Regions from separate parts of the Sus scrofa genome. Here region 2 is linked to region 1. Evidence: chromatin contacts called from public promoter capture Hi-C data. All regions are on one chromosome and are shown on one strand. The core of a region is the stretch at or near the end of the contact, and the rest is flanking DNA. Distances in the headings are between cores, read along the strand shown. Region 1 holds the start of GGT7 (gamma-glutamyltransferase 7). Region 2 overlaps TRPC4AP (short transient receptor potential channel 4-associated protein).

Region 1 (6,259 bases), core at 602-3,101:
ATTATGGCATTTATTGAGTAGATATCAAGCCATATACTAAACACTTTCCACATGTTATTCAGTCCTCATAGAGATGGATATTGTTATTCTCTCCATTTTACAGATGAAGAAACCAATACTCAACGAGATTGTTTTGCTCAAGATCAGTTCATAAGCGGTAGCCCAGGGAATAGAACCCAGACACCTAGACTTTAGACTCATTCCCCACCTTTTTATACTCCTCCACACCCACCTACTCCTGTCATCATCCTTTCCAGGAGTTCCCTTCAAGGCTTAGCAGTTAAGAGCCCTACTAGGATCCATGAGGATGTGGGTTCGATCCCTGGCCTCAACTCAGTGGGTTAAGGATCCCAAGTTGCAGTGAGCTGTGGTGTAGATCACAGACACGGCTCAGATCCTGTGTTGCTGTGGCTGTGGCATAGACCAGCAGCTGCAGTTCCGATTCAACCCCTAGCCTGGGAACCTCCATATGCTCTGGGTTTGGCCCTAAAATGCAAAACAAAAACAAAAACAAACAAACAAACCCGGTATATTTTCTGGATCATATCAAAAACTCTTTATAGAAAGTTCCTGTTGTAGCCCAGCGGGTTAAGAACCCCAGTAGTATCCATGAGGATCCGGGTTCCATCCCTGGCCTCACTCAGTGGGTTAAGGATCCTATATTGCCCTGAGCTGTGGTGTAGGCTGGATTGGACCCCTAGCATAGGAACTTCCATATGCCACAGTTGTGGCCTGAAAAAGAAAAAGAAAAAACAGGAGTTCCTGTCGTGGCGCAGTGGTTAACGAATCCGATTAGGAACCATGAGGTTGCGGGTTCGGTCCCTGCCCTTGCTCAGTGGGCTAACGATCCGGCGTTGCAGTGAGCTGTGGTGTAGGTTGCAGACGCGGCTCGGATCCCATGTTGCTGTGGCTTTGGCGTAGGCCGGTGGCTGCAGCTCCAATTCAACCCCTAGCCTGGGAACCTCCATATGCCATGGGAGCGGCCCAAGAAATAGCAAAAAAAGAAAAAAAAAAGAAAGAAAGAAAAAGAAAAAACAAAAAACTCTTTAAATGACGCTATATGTAGGTTCTAGAGACCCCATTCCAGCCACCTATGTCATGATCTCTAGAGTGGAATCTAGGGATCCACTTTTAAAAATCCTAACGCAAGCTCAAATTTGGGTTCATTGCCCTATACTGATAGGTCAGGGGTCCCAGAAGGTGTTGTGATTGAAAGAGGAGTCAGAGAAATGTCAAGGGTCCAGGGAGGGAATCTGACGTCCAGAGACGTTCAAGGAGGGGCCTCGAAATGAATGAAGAAGGTTGCAGAAGAAGCAGGGCTGGCTAGGGCTGGGGGCCGGGGGGGAGGGTGAAGAGAGAGTCTGAAGTCAAAAGAGGGGTCTGGGATTGGAGGAAGAATCTGAGGTAGGAGGATAAGGATCTTGGAGTCCAAGGAAGGGTCTGGGGTTTGAGGAGTTTGGCATTAGAGACAGGATCTGGGGTCGAAGAGAGAGGTTTGCGGCCAATGAAAGGGACTGCGGGCCAAAGAGAGAACCTGGAGTTTGGGGAGGATTCTAGCTCATACTGGAAGGAGAAAGGGGTTTGGCTCCTGGGCTGCATAAGTTGTCCCGAGTCTCTAAGGGCGTGCTTACCGCGCGCTCTTCCCTCCTGACCCGCCACTGCACGACTGGGATCTGCCCTCCTGGATTTCCGTGCACACCTGCATTCCAGCGTATGAGCGCAACGCAGGCTGGCAGCGCTAAGCAAAGGGTGGCGGTGGGGGGGTGCACGAGTCAAACACCCGCACCTTCCAAGGGTCGGGGTGAGGCGCCCCCTCCCGGCAGTTCAGGAACTCAGGCTCCGCCCCCCGCCCCCGCCGCAGCACTTCCGGCAGGCGCAGCGCTGCTGGGGGGCGCGGGCGAGGATGGCGGCGGAGAACGAGGCCAGTCAGGAAAGCGCCCTGGGCGCCTACTCGCCGGTGGACTACATGAGCATCACCAGCTTCCCGAGGCTGCCGGAGGACGAGCCCGCGCCCGCCGTCCCTCTGAGAGGCCGCAAGGACGAGGACGCCTTCCTCGGAGACCCTGATACCGGTGAGGCCCGCTGGCCCAGTCCCTGCCCCCTGGGACGGCCCCGGCCCTCCTCCATTTGCGCAGAGCATCACCTCCAGCTCCATCTCCCTAATTTACTCCCTTCTTCCCGGACCTCTTCCTTCTCCCTGTCTTTGTTAATTATCTGGTGGGATTGGGGATGCATTTCTACCTTGGAGGCTCAGGATGCGACAAGGGAGGATGCCGGGAACTGCAGTAGGAGGGATTGGGGTTACCCTTTCGGAAGAGCCAACTAATAAGGAAGGAATGTTGGAGGGGAGATCCTAAAGAGCAACTGTGATCACCCAGAGGGGACTTTCTGTAGTCAAGGAGAAGAGAATAGGAGAAACCAAGTCAGAGACTGCAGCAGGATGGATAGAGGCTAGGCTTTGAGAAGAACTTCCACACAGCCAGGGATTGTGGGAAGAAGAGACCATGAGGAGAAACTGGGAATCTCTTCATGTCCAGGGAACGGTAAAGAGAATATGATTCCCATCTATCTGCGAGTGATAGGTTTGGGAGACAGGGGGATGGACTGCATGACCTCTCAAAGTCCTTGGGGACCAGAGCACCTTCACTGCCCTGTGGATTACCTCACCCCTCCCAGAGCAATGGATCAGGCCAAGCCTGATCTTAGTAAGGTACCCTGCCCCCTAGGAAACAGGCCCCAGTATTTTACTGTATTCCCTTCAGCCCTCTGCAGGAACAGGCAAGGCCAGGAGTGGAAAATAGGAAAGGAGGAGACAGGGCTTGGGGGAGAGCTGCGGCCAAGAGCTCTCTGAGCGTTTCTTCCCTAATGCTCCCTCTCCTATCCATGTGGCTGAGCTCTATCCTCCCCTCCATTCTTCAACCTCCATCTCCTATCCCTCATTCTCTCAACGTCACTTCCTGGCATTAGAGCATCCTTCTGCTTCACTCTCTCTTCCTCTCCGTGCCTGCACTTGAGTCGTATCCCTTACCAGCCTGGCAGATTCTGCTTCTCAGCCCAGCCCTCTCTATCTTGGCCCTTCTGTGGCCATGCCTAGCCTGATAGCCCCAAATTCTTTCTCCCTCCACAACTTTCCAGTCACCTGGCCCTGACCAACAGCCCCTGCCAACCTGACTAGATGGATCCCACCTGGAGGGAGTTTGAGGGGAAGATGGGGAGGCTTTGGGACATCAAATGTCAAAGCTGCCGATTAAAATTTCTTTTCTGGAGGGAGTAGTTCTGGAATCAGGAGGTAGCAGGAAGAAGTGTCCTGGTGGATACCAGCCTGAAACCAGGTCCTTTCTTCGGGGGTCAGGAATGTTACTTTTGGTCCCAGCAGTCATTATGGGACAATGGATACAGTTACCCTGACCAGCCTGTGTTCCCTCTTCCAGCCTATCGGGGAATGCCTATCTCTCCCAGTCTAGAGATTGGAAACCCCTGATATGATTTATCCTCATTTTCTATAAATATCTTAGCATTTCTCAAAACCTGTGGTTATTTATTTGCACAAACTTTCATTACCCCATGTCTGTAAGCCCTATGAGGATAGGATCATGAGTGCCTTCTTCATCATCCTTTCTATACCATCCAATGCAGTATTGAGCTCTGAACAAAAAATTGTTGATTACATAAATGAATGAAAGAGAAGATCTCGGGATGAAAGAGTGGCAGGGGAGGAAGTTCTCAAACCTCAGGGAGCACCTTGGGGAATTAATACAGGCTCTACCCTAAACTATACAAAAATCCAGCAGAGACCCTAGTCACCTGAGTTTCTGGGAACATGCACCTCATGCCAAGGTTGTGCACTAAGGTTCCAAGGACTTTGCCATCCTACCAGTGTAGTCATTTCAATGCCATGTTTCCCAGCACTGCGTCCAAGCCCCAAGGCTCCCCTGGCCCAGTTGGACCAGCCTGCTGGTTAATATGACCGCCTATGTTCTCAGTCTGCTGATGCCACCTGATGGTGCTGCCCCTTATGCAGGACTTTGGTTGTGCCCAGCTAGCCTCTAGTCTGCTGTTCCCCAGAACCAAGTGCCAGGCGCCCCACAGCAGGCCCAGTGAAACAGAGCTAGATGGTGACCACTCCAAGATTAGGGACACACTTTATTTATTCTTTTTGAGTTCCAGGCCTGCGTTCCTCTCTTCCCCAGATGTTCACCTCTGAATATCCTGCAAGTTCTTCACCTTCAGCATGTTCTGTGCTGTACTCATACACCCGTTCTTCCTCCAATGTCAATCTCAGTTAATGACACTGCCATTCCTCCAGTTCCCAAGGTAGAAGTCCAGGAGCCACCCATGATTCTCTCCCTTCCTCTCATTTCTAAACAGTGATCAAATGTTCTCTGTCTCCCTTCTAAATATCTTCCAAATTCTATCTCATCATTCCTGTCATCACCACTGTAGATTTACCACCATCCTCTCTTAACCTGTAGTACCCATAAGTAATATAGCAATTCTTCCTGCCTCCTGCCTCTCCTCCACCCCCTCCCACCCCCAGCCCATCCAACACCCTGCATTTTTTTTTTTTTTTTTTTTTTTTTGGCTGCACCCATGGCTTGCAGAAGTTCCCCAGCCAGAAATCAAACCTGAGTCACAGCAGTGACAATGCCAAATCCTTACCAGACCACCAGGGAACTCCACACCTCCTTGCATTTCTAATCATGTCACCTTCTGTTTCAAAAATCTTTAATGACTCTCCCTCAAAGGATCGAGCAAGCTGGATATGATCCCAGTCTCCAACCAAGATCTCTCTCCTGAGTTCTAGACTTGCCAAGCCAACTCTGTTCAGGGTTCTTTTGTCATAAACCCAGCTAAAACTGAGCTACATCTAAAGAGAATTGTATTGGTAGCATAACTGGAAAGTTCAAGGATACAGAGCTTCAGGCATAGCTGCATCGAGGTACCTGAAAGGGAATTGGCTTTTCTCCATCATTTGCTTTGCTTTCACTTTTATGGGCTTCATCTTCAAAAAGCCTTCCATCTTGTGAGGGTAAGATGCCCCAAACAGCAACAGACTTACAATCTGGAGAGAGAGAAAGTCTTTCTCTTTCCCAATAGTTTCAGCAAACAAAACACAGAATTTGAGTATCATTGGTGGTAGTGCTAGTCACATGAACCTGAACCAGTCGCTGTACAGAGGTGCCGGTTCTGGTTGTCTAGGCCTAGGTCAAACACTCAGTCTGGTCAGGAATGAGGAAATGAGGAATAAGAAAGGAGATTTGGGGAGTTCCCGTCATGGCGCAGTGGTTAACAAATCCAACTAGGAACCATGAGATTGCAGGTTTGGTCCCTGCCCTTGCTCAGTGGGTTAACCATCCGGCATTGCCATGAGCTGTGGTGTAGGTTGCAGATGCGGCTGGGATCCCACGTTGCTGTGGCTCTGGCATAGGCCGGAGGCTATAGCTCTGATTTGACCCCTAGCCTGGCAACCTCCATATGCCGCAGGAGCGGCCCAAGAAACAGCAAAAAGACAAAAAAAAAAAAAAAAAAAAAAAAGGTATCTAAGCAGATATTAGATGCCTACTAGGCCAGCTGCCTTCAGACTACTCTTGCTGTTGTCTCACGAGTTCATAATGGCCAAAATTACACTCATCCTTTTTTTCCTCAAAAGACTTGTTTTTTCAGAGTTCCCATTATGGCTCAGCAGAAACTAATATGACTAGTATCCATGAGGATGAAGGTTCGATCCCTGGCCTCGCTCAATGGGTTAAGGATCCAGTGTTGCTGTGAGCTGTGGTATAGGTCACAGATGTAGCTCAGATCTGGCATTGCTGTGCTGTGGTGCAGGCCAGCGGCTACAGCTCCGATTTAACCTCGAGCCTGGGAACCTCCATATGCCATGGGTGCAGCCCTAAAAAGACCAAAAAAAAAAAAAAGAAAGAAAAAAAAAAAGAAGACTTGTTTTTTCTGATCCCAAACTAGGCTTTCCCCAGTGTCTGGCTGTTGTCCTTACACATCAGTAAAATCAATGGTATTAATTCCCCACCACATACACACTGGGTACTCGGTAAATATTTTTACTGAATAAATGGATAATTATATTCACTTATATATTCACATATATTCATAATAAATGATTGGTGGAATAAGAAATTGAGTTTTTTTGTTTGTTTGTTTGTTTGGTCACACCCATGGTATATGGAAGTTCCCAGGCCAGGAATCCAACCCACACCATAGCAGTGACCCAAGCCACTGCAGTAACAGTGCCATATCCTTAACC
Region 2 (6,995 bases), core at 3,385-5,884, 130 kb before region 1:
GGGGGTGCTGGTTTTCCCTGTGAGAACCTGTGTGACCTGGGCCCTGGAAGTATTTCTGGAGAACAGTTTGCTTTCCTCTGCCTGGTACTTTAGGAGGCGCGGTGTACCAGGGCATGTTCCCCTTGACGTGGCTTTGCCCTGCTGCTCTGGTGGTGCCTCCTTGGGACTGGGGGCTCCCCTCCACTACCAGCAGCACCGTGGCAGAGACAGGCTCCTTTGCCAGCTCCCTGGGCTGGTAGGCAGGGTTTCTCTAACCCTTTTTTCTCCAAATGTATATGCTCCACAGGCTTTCTGTGGGCCCAAGGTTTTGTCTGGTCCCTGCAGAGCACTGAAACGCAAGCACTGGCAAGAAGTCTCACTTCCATTTCTCCACCCCGCCCAGAGCTGCCATCCCCCAGCTCCAGTGTTCACTGCTCTGAATTTGGTCCTTTCCTCATTTCTGATTCTAGTGGATTTTCCTTTCTTTCCTATGAACTTAACTCACATTTAATGTAATTTCAGTTATTTTTTTATCCAGTATGTCAAGATGTTTTTAATAGGAAGGGTGCACACTAGCTTGATCTGCTGTTGGCCAGATGTGGACGTCAACAAAGGGTTTTCTGACTAAAGCAAAGTCCTCATTGTGCACAAAGACAGAGGCTCAGAGAAGTAGTGATGCCCAGCTCTTACCAGAGCCTTTTGTTTTCTTTTGGGACGTTGTGACTGTGGTTTTAACATCAGGATGCACCTGTATTTTAGGACATCACCTTGAAGATACAGTTTTTGAGGCTCCTCCAGAGTTTCAGCGACCACCATGAGTAAGTACAAGCTGCCCTGGCAGAGAGTTGTTTGGCTGTCTTCTCTCCTCTCTTTGTCACATCACTGGCCTCAGCTCAGGAGGACCTGGGAGCCATGGGAGCCACTGGCTCAGCGTTACCGTGTGGTGCTGCACGTCCACGATAAGAGCAGCGCTTGTCCAGGCCTTCCTTTAAGCCAGGCGCTGTGCCGAGCTTTCCCTTCGCCCCCGCAGCCACCTTGGAAGTGAGTGCAGAAGTTGCTGGTCCCTTATTTCCTTGGAAGTCAGTCCATCTCTCAGCCGTCTGTCCTCTGAGCTGGGAGTGGAAAGCTTGGCTATTCGCAGGGGCCGGCAGGAGCCGCAGGTGGCCAAGGGGGCAGATGGAATATTCTTCACCGGCATAAGGAGATCTACTCTCTCCCGTTCTCCTTGAAACATATTCTGCCCTCTCTCATTTTTTTATTTTTCAACTTCTCATGGAGAATGATTCTCTGCTATGAGGAAACAGTGCAGAGGAGGGGTAAATGGCAGCTGACCTGTGACCTTGGCTTTGAGGAAAGCTAGAGCACACACAGCCGCCCTTAGCAGGTGTCGGTGTACAGGATACAGGGCCCGCTGTTGCATAGCTTCTGAGTTTCCCCCCAAGGAAAGCCAGAAATTAAGATTTATGTGAAAGGTCCTGATTTTTACCTGTTGGTTTAAATTCTTTTGAGATACTGTATAAGCTGAGAGGACCTGCCTGAGGACACATGTGGCCTCAGGGGCCTTTACTTCGCTGCTTTTGTCTGGATTTTTGTGGACCACCCCCTTTGAGAGGTTCTCTGTTTGAAGCCTTAAACCAGGACATATGTCAGTCCTTGGAAAAATGGCACCAGTATGTTCTGAGTATGTCCTTTTTTCCTGAGGAATTGGGCCCCTAGCTTTCATGAGGCTCTTAATTCTGATGCGTCATGTTCACAGGCTTGGATTTTGTATATTCTAAAGCTATGCTGTGGGAGTGTTTTTAATGGGAGTAACATGATGAGATTCCAGTTTTCTCAAGATCGTTCTGGGTACTGTGTGCAGGATCCATTCCTATAGGGAGACCATTTAGGAAGCTGGTTCTGTCCACTTGGCTTGGGCGATGACAGGCCTGGATGAAGGGTGAAGAAGGCAGTGTCCCGGCCGATTCAAGCTCCTGGCTGGTGGGAGTGCTGGAGTAGGGCCAGGTTTGAGGAGTAAAATGACGAGTTTAATTTGGCCATCACCGAGTTGGCAGTGCCTTTGAGAAATTAAATAGAAATGTTCAGTGGCAAAAGAAAGGCCTACAGGTGCCAAGGAAGGGGCCTTGTTAGTGGATATGGCAGAGAGTGGACGTAGGGACCCGGGACACTCCCACAGCCTGAGAGCAGCGGGCTGCGTGCCTTGCTGCAGAATGCCGGCTCGGGGTGAGTGGCACTGGGGACTTCTCAGATTTCCTCACAGGAGAGGGGCAGGGAACCAGCGCAGTGTTGACCTGGCAGCCCCAGTTCCTGTACTTTACCACCTCAAACACATTTGTTTCAGGAACAAGTACCTACTGCTCAACAACCAAGAGCTGAACGAACTCAGTGCCATCTCTCTCAAGGCCAACATCCCCGAGGTGGAAGCCGTCCTCAACACTGACAGGTGAGTGTGTGGGGGTTGCAGCTGTGGCCCACAGCCCACCCTGGGCGCCTGAGGGCCCTGGGGCTCACAGATGGGTGCACGCAGGTTTGCATACTTGTCCTTTCTCACATGCATGTAGCTACAGTGTCCTGAGGGCTTCTGTGTGCCAGACACTGTCCTCCTGTCACCTGCATTATCTCATTGGAGCCCCACAGCAGCCCTGGGAGGGAAGTGCCATCACCAACTCCCCTTTACAGACCAAGGAGCAGGGGCTTGGAGAGGTCACCTGCCAAAGGTTGTATGTATCTGCCCTCTCCCTTGTCACTCACCTTCATTGACATGCTCCTTTCTGCCCCATGCCAAGGCCCGTGCGTGGGGTTATGCTTGCCTCACTTTCTGGAGCAGAGCAGGGAGGTCACAGGCTCACAGGGGTCAGGCCAGAAGGACTATATCCAGCTACAGGAGGACTATATCCAGCAGAATTCTCTTGTGGTTTTTTTAATTTTGTTTTTAAGGCAGCAGAAATCTTTGTTCAAATGAAGTTGAATACCATCCTACCCTAATGCCTGTGGTGGATAAATAGTGGAGCTGCTCTGTTGGAGGAGGAATCTTAGGGTCTGGAACCTCTCTCCAGGCTGGGCGCTCTCTCCCCCATGGTGCAGCCTGAGTTGTTTCCTCGTTTACTGTCTTTACTTCCTGGACCAGGAAGCAGAAGCCTAGAGGCTCGGGTACTTGTCCAAGGCCATCTGGAGTTGAATCTGGGGCCCAGGGTCCTCTCTGTCTCACCCTGTTGCCATAGGCCTTGTCCCATCTGCTAGACTCCGTCATGGTGTTTTACACCCACTTTTGTTGTGAGCAGCCCTCCCCCGAGCAGTTCTGAGCCTATATGACTCTGGGTGTTTCTCTGGCCTTTGATCACTTGTCAGCAAGTATGGGCCGGAAAGCTGGTCTGAGATGTGTTGAGAATGCATTTGGCTGTTCATTTCCAAGACTGCAGGAGTCCTCGGGGTGCTCTGGAACCAGGTGGAGCAGGAGGACATCCTGTAGGTTTTTTTACCCACCTAAGCCAACAGAGATACCCAGCCCCAGAGCCTCAGGACACAGTGCTTCAGCAAAGTGGAACTTGACCCCTATCTTCCTATTTTATTTTAGGAGTTTGGTGTGTGATGGGAAGAGGGGCTTATTAACTCGTCTGCTGCAGGTCATGAAGAAGGAGCCAGCTGAGTCATCTTTCAGGTAGATTTGGGACACGCCCCTGCCACTCCGGAGAGGCCCAGGAGCCATGTGTTTCTTAAGCTGTTAGAAATACCTCCTTTAGTCATCAGCTTCCACCTCAGATACCTGGTTACTATCAGGGAGCGAGTCTGCCATCTCCCTTGTGCTGACTCAGCATGTACTTGGTGGCTTCTGCTGCATGCCAACAGTGCCTTTCAAGAATTGACCAAGCATTCACCAAGCACCTCTTCTGTGCTGGTGCTGGACAGGTGGGAAATGGGAGATACAGGCCCTGCCTATGTGGAGTTCCCGGGGTTGTGGGAAGCAAGCATGGAAAGAAACCTGTGCGTGAGATGCAGTGTGGAAAGGCATGGAGCCAGGGAACGAAGGAAAGCCCTTCCCAGCTGGGGGCTGGTGGGTGGGCGCCCACAGGGAGGGCTCTCAGTTCTTAGACTTGTCTAAGTTGAATCTTACAGGCTGTGGATAGGAGTAGCGGATGAATGAGCTGTCAGGAGGCTCCACGCCCAAGGGCGCCTGTCAGCTCAGCCTGCCTTGTCCCAACCTCCCCTCACAGATCTCAGCACTGCCCTCTGGGGCCACTCAGCCAGAATCGGCCACCTCTTCTCTAGGACAGGCCATCAGAAATGAGCTCAGTGGCCCGTCTCTACACGGCTGTCAGGTTCCCTCATGCATTCCAAATCCTCCTGATCCTCTGAAGGGCAGAGCCTAGAGTGTTTCCACGTGTGACTTCCTGGGCCAGCCTTTTGTCCTAGATGCCACCTTTGAGGCACAGCTCCTTCCAGGCAGAACCACATAGAGAACTGTTCCCACAGAGCTGTCAGCTCCATGAGGATGCGGGCTCTTGCTGTGTCCCCAGTGCCTAGTAGGAGGCCCGATGCCTGATAGATGTTCAGGAAATGTCTGGTGGATAAATGAAAAGGTAGACACATCTCCCAGCCCCTTGGTGAAAGGAACATGGGCCAGAAGAGGGCAGCCTTAGCCACCTGGGCCAGGGCTCAACATTTGGGTCGCAGGTTTTGGCAAGCTCGGGCTGTGGAGAGTTTCCTCCGAGGGACCACCTCCTATGCAGACCAGATGTTCCTGCTGAAGCGAGGCCTTCTAGAGGTAATGGCCTGGAGGAGCCAGGGTGTCGGGCGCCCCGCCTCCCCCCACCCCCGGCCCACGCATCGCTTTCCTGTCCCGAGCCGTGGACAGCTGGCAGGGGCACCAGTTCTATCCTGACACCAGGGCAGATTGCCCTGCTCTTTCCCCTGAGCTTTCAACATTGGCTTCCCTGTGGGTGCTTAACGGGTGATGAGGGATCTGGGGTGGCCTTGGAGGATTATAGTGACTCTAAGGTTACCCAGCAAGGCCTTTTGACCCTGAGGACATTTTGCTGCTGACTAAAAGTCAATTTCCCTTTTTGAAAAATGGTCTCCAGAAAAAGCAAAATTTACAAAGGGGGGAGGGCAGAATGTCCAAAGGTACAATTGCTTAAAACCTAAAAAGATAACAGATAAGAAACTGACCCATGAATTGGTTAAAAAAAAAATCCATAAGGAGAAGAATTGATCCAAATCAGCATATACAACTTCAAAAAAAAAAAGAAAAGGAAAAAGAAAACTGTTATAGAAAACTTCATCAAGAAGTTAAATTGTTCTTGATAAAAATTCATTGATTTTAGTGTAAACATTTTCATTCATTAACATAAATAGGCAAACCATGGGGTCAAAATGTGTCCCGAGTCCTTAAACCTTGTGCTTCACTTGAATGGCCTCCGGGCTGGGGCAGTGGCCAGTGTTACCTCTGGAGACGGCTCCCTCCCTGCCAGCTGGAGCCCCTTGGGCATCCTGCAGAGGCTTTGGCTCAGACCTGGGCGGGCGAGAGAGATTGTGGCTACATACCCCAACCTCCCCACCCCGCCACTTCCTGGTGAGGTGTGTCAGGCCTGGACCTACCCTTGGAGCCCCCAGCGTCCTCAGCTGAGAATCTAGACGGGGGAGCAGCTCCCATTGGGCTGGATGTTTGCTCAAAGCAAACGTCACACGGCCCGAGCTGTGCCAGAGCTGGGAGGGGGTCAGGCAGTGGGCAGCCTAGGTGAGCGCAGCCTGGGGGCAGCAGCCACATGTGCCCACTGGCCCTGGGGAGCACCACTCTCCTGCCCTCACCCTGTCCTTTCCCACCCCCAGCACATCCTCTACTGCATCGTGGACAGTGAGTGCAAGTCACGGGATGTGCTCCAGAGTTACTTTGACCTCCTGGGGGAGCTGATGAAATTCAATGTTGATGCATTCAAGAGGTTCAACAAGTACATCAACACTGATGCAAAGGTAAGTATGAGCCAGGGCTCCGTGGGGTTTGATGCATTGTCCAGAATTTCTGTTGGGGCCCAGTCGTCACAGGTCTTCAGGTGCTGGTTTCAATTTGGCGAGTCCTGGCAAGTTGGCAGGCAGTCATTAGCAGTGCTCTGTGCTGGCCACAGTTGCAGACCCTGGGTACACAGGGGTGAAGGTCAGCTGCTTGTGGGCAGGGGTGAGGTGTGGAAACGGGTGCCAGGTGAGCCCCAGAAGGGCAGGACTGGGCCTGGTGTGTTAGGCTCACAGGGTGTGTGGGGCAGAAACCCAGCTCAGACCCGCTGCAGTAAAAAGGAGAGGAATCCCTTCAGTGTAGAAAACACTGGGCGTGGTGTCAGAAGAACTCACTGGGATGAGTTCTTGCTGGGGCAGGTCTCCTGGTTTGTCAGAGTTCTGGTCTCCCTGCTGGGCCCAGGTGGGTTGGTGCCCCTTGCAGGACTGCACACCCTGGGCCTTGGCCATCTCCAGCCAAGAGCCCGCCGCCCCCAGCCCATCTGAGCCCGGGCTCTGCTCCAGTTCCAGGTGTTCCTGAAGCAGATCAACAGCTCGCTGGTGGACTCCAACATGCTGGTGCGCTGTGTCACTTTGTCATTGGACCGATTTGAAAACCAGGTGGACATGAAGGGTAAGAAAAAGCCATAATGCCAAGATCAATCTGCCCTGATGTCAAACACCCAACCTCTGACAAAGAAATAGAAATGCCTGGAAGCAGCTGCACCAAACACCCACATGGTTGGGGTCAAGATTGTGGCTCTCCAGGTGATTTTCTTGGCTGATTTTACTTTTCTCTGTCAGTCATCTGTGCTTCTTCTGATGAGCACATGCAACCTTTTCATAAAGGTAAAAACAAAAAAACAAAACAAAACAAAACACCCATGTTGCCAGTAAAAATGCAAAAAAAACAATACACATCTTTCTCTCCTGGCCTGGGATGTGGGGGACTCAGGTGGGGAGACCTGGGGAGGGTCTCAGGGAGAGAGGGGTCCCAGAACTGCCTGAGGGAAAAGGTGGACTCCTGGTCAGGG

Evidence for each region. Promoter capture Hi-C pulls out the DNA fragments that hold promoters and counts their contacts.
Region 2: a contact with region 1 is called in a promoter capture Hi-C map of fetal liver, with 3 times the contacts expected there. The contact joins the enhancer-like site here to the promoter of GGT7 in region 1. A contact is called at or near these places in 4 of 5 promoter capture datasets (fetal liver, liver and skeletal muscle), 14 of 47 Hi-C or Micro-C datasets (brain, embryonic fibroblasts, fetal heart ventricle and 6 more) and 2 of 2 datasets of contacts at active chromatin or transcription factors (alveolar macrophages and skeletal muscle).

What each region holds. Positions count from the first base shown.
Region 1 is chr17:38,251,507-38,257,765 of Sscrofa11.1, reverse strand. It overlaps GGT7 (gamma-glutamyltransferase 7), which reads left to right and starts at 1,851. Exons shown (of 14, transcript XM_013985303.2): 1 at 1,851-2,072. The coding sequence starts at 1,904.
Region 2 is chr17:38,388,135-38,395,129 of Sscrofa11.1, reverse strand. It overlaps TRPC4AP (short transient receptor potential channel 4-associated protein), which reads left to right. Exons shown (of 19, transcript XM_003359957.4): 11 at 739-797; 12 at 2,321-2,422; 13 at 3,554-3,637; 14 at 4,651-4,741; 15 at 5,806-5,946; 16 at 6,487-6,595. Among named protein-coding and RNA genes, the nearest start is that of MIR499, 18 kb to the right of the region's middle. Within about 2 kb of position 4,634, at least 8 of the 83 cell types and tissues checked have an H3K27ac peak or open chromatin away from gene starts, as enhancers often do. A contact at or near this core is called in fetal liver, liver and retroperitoneal adipose tissue, where this site is marked.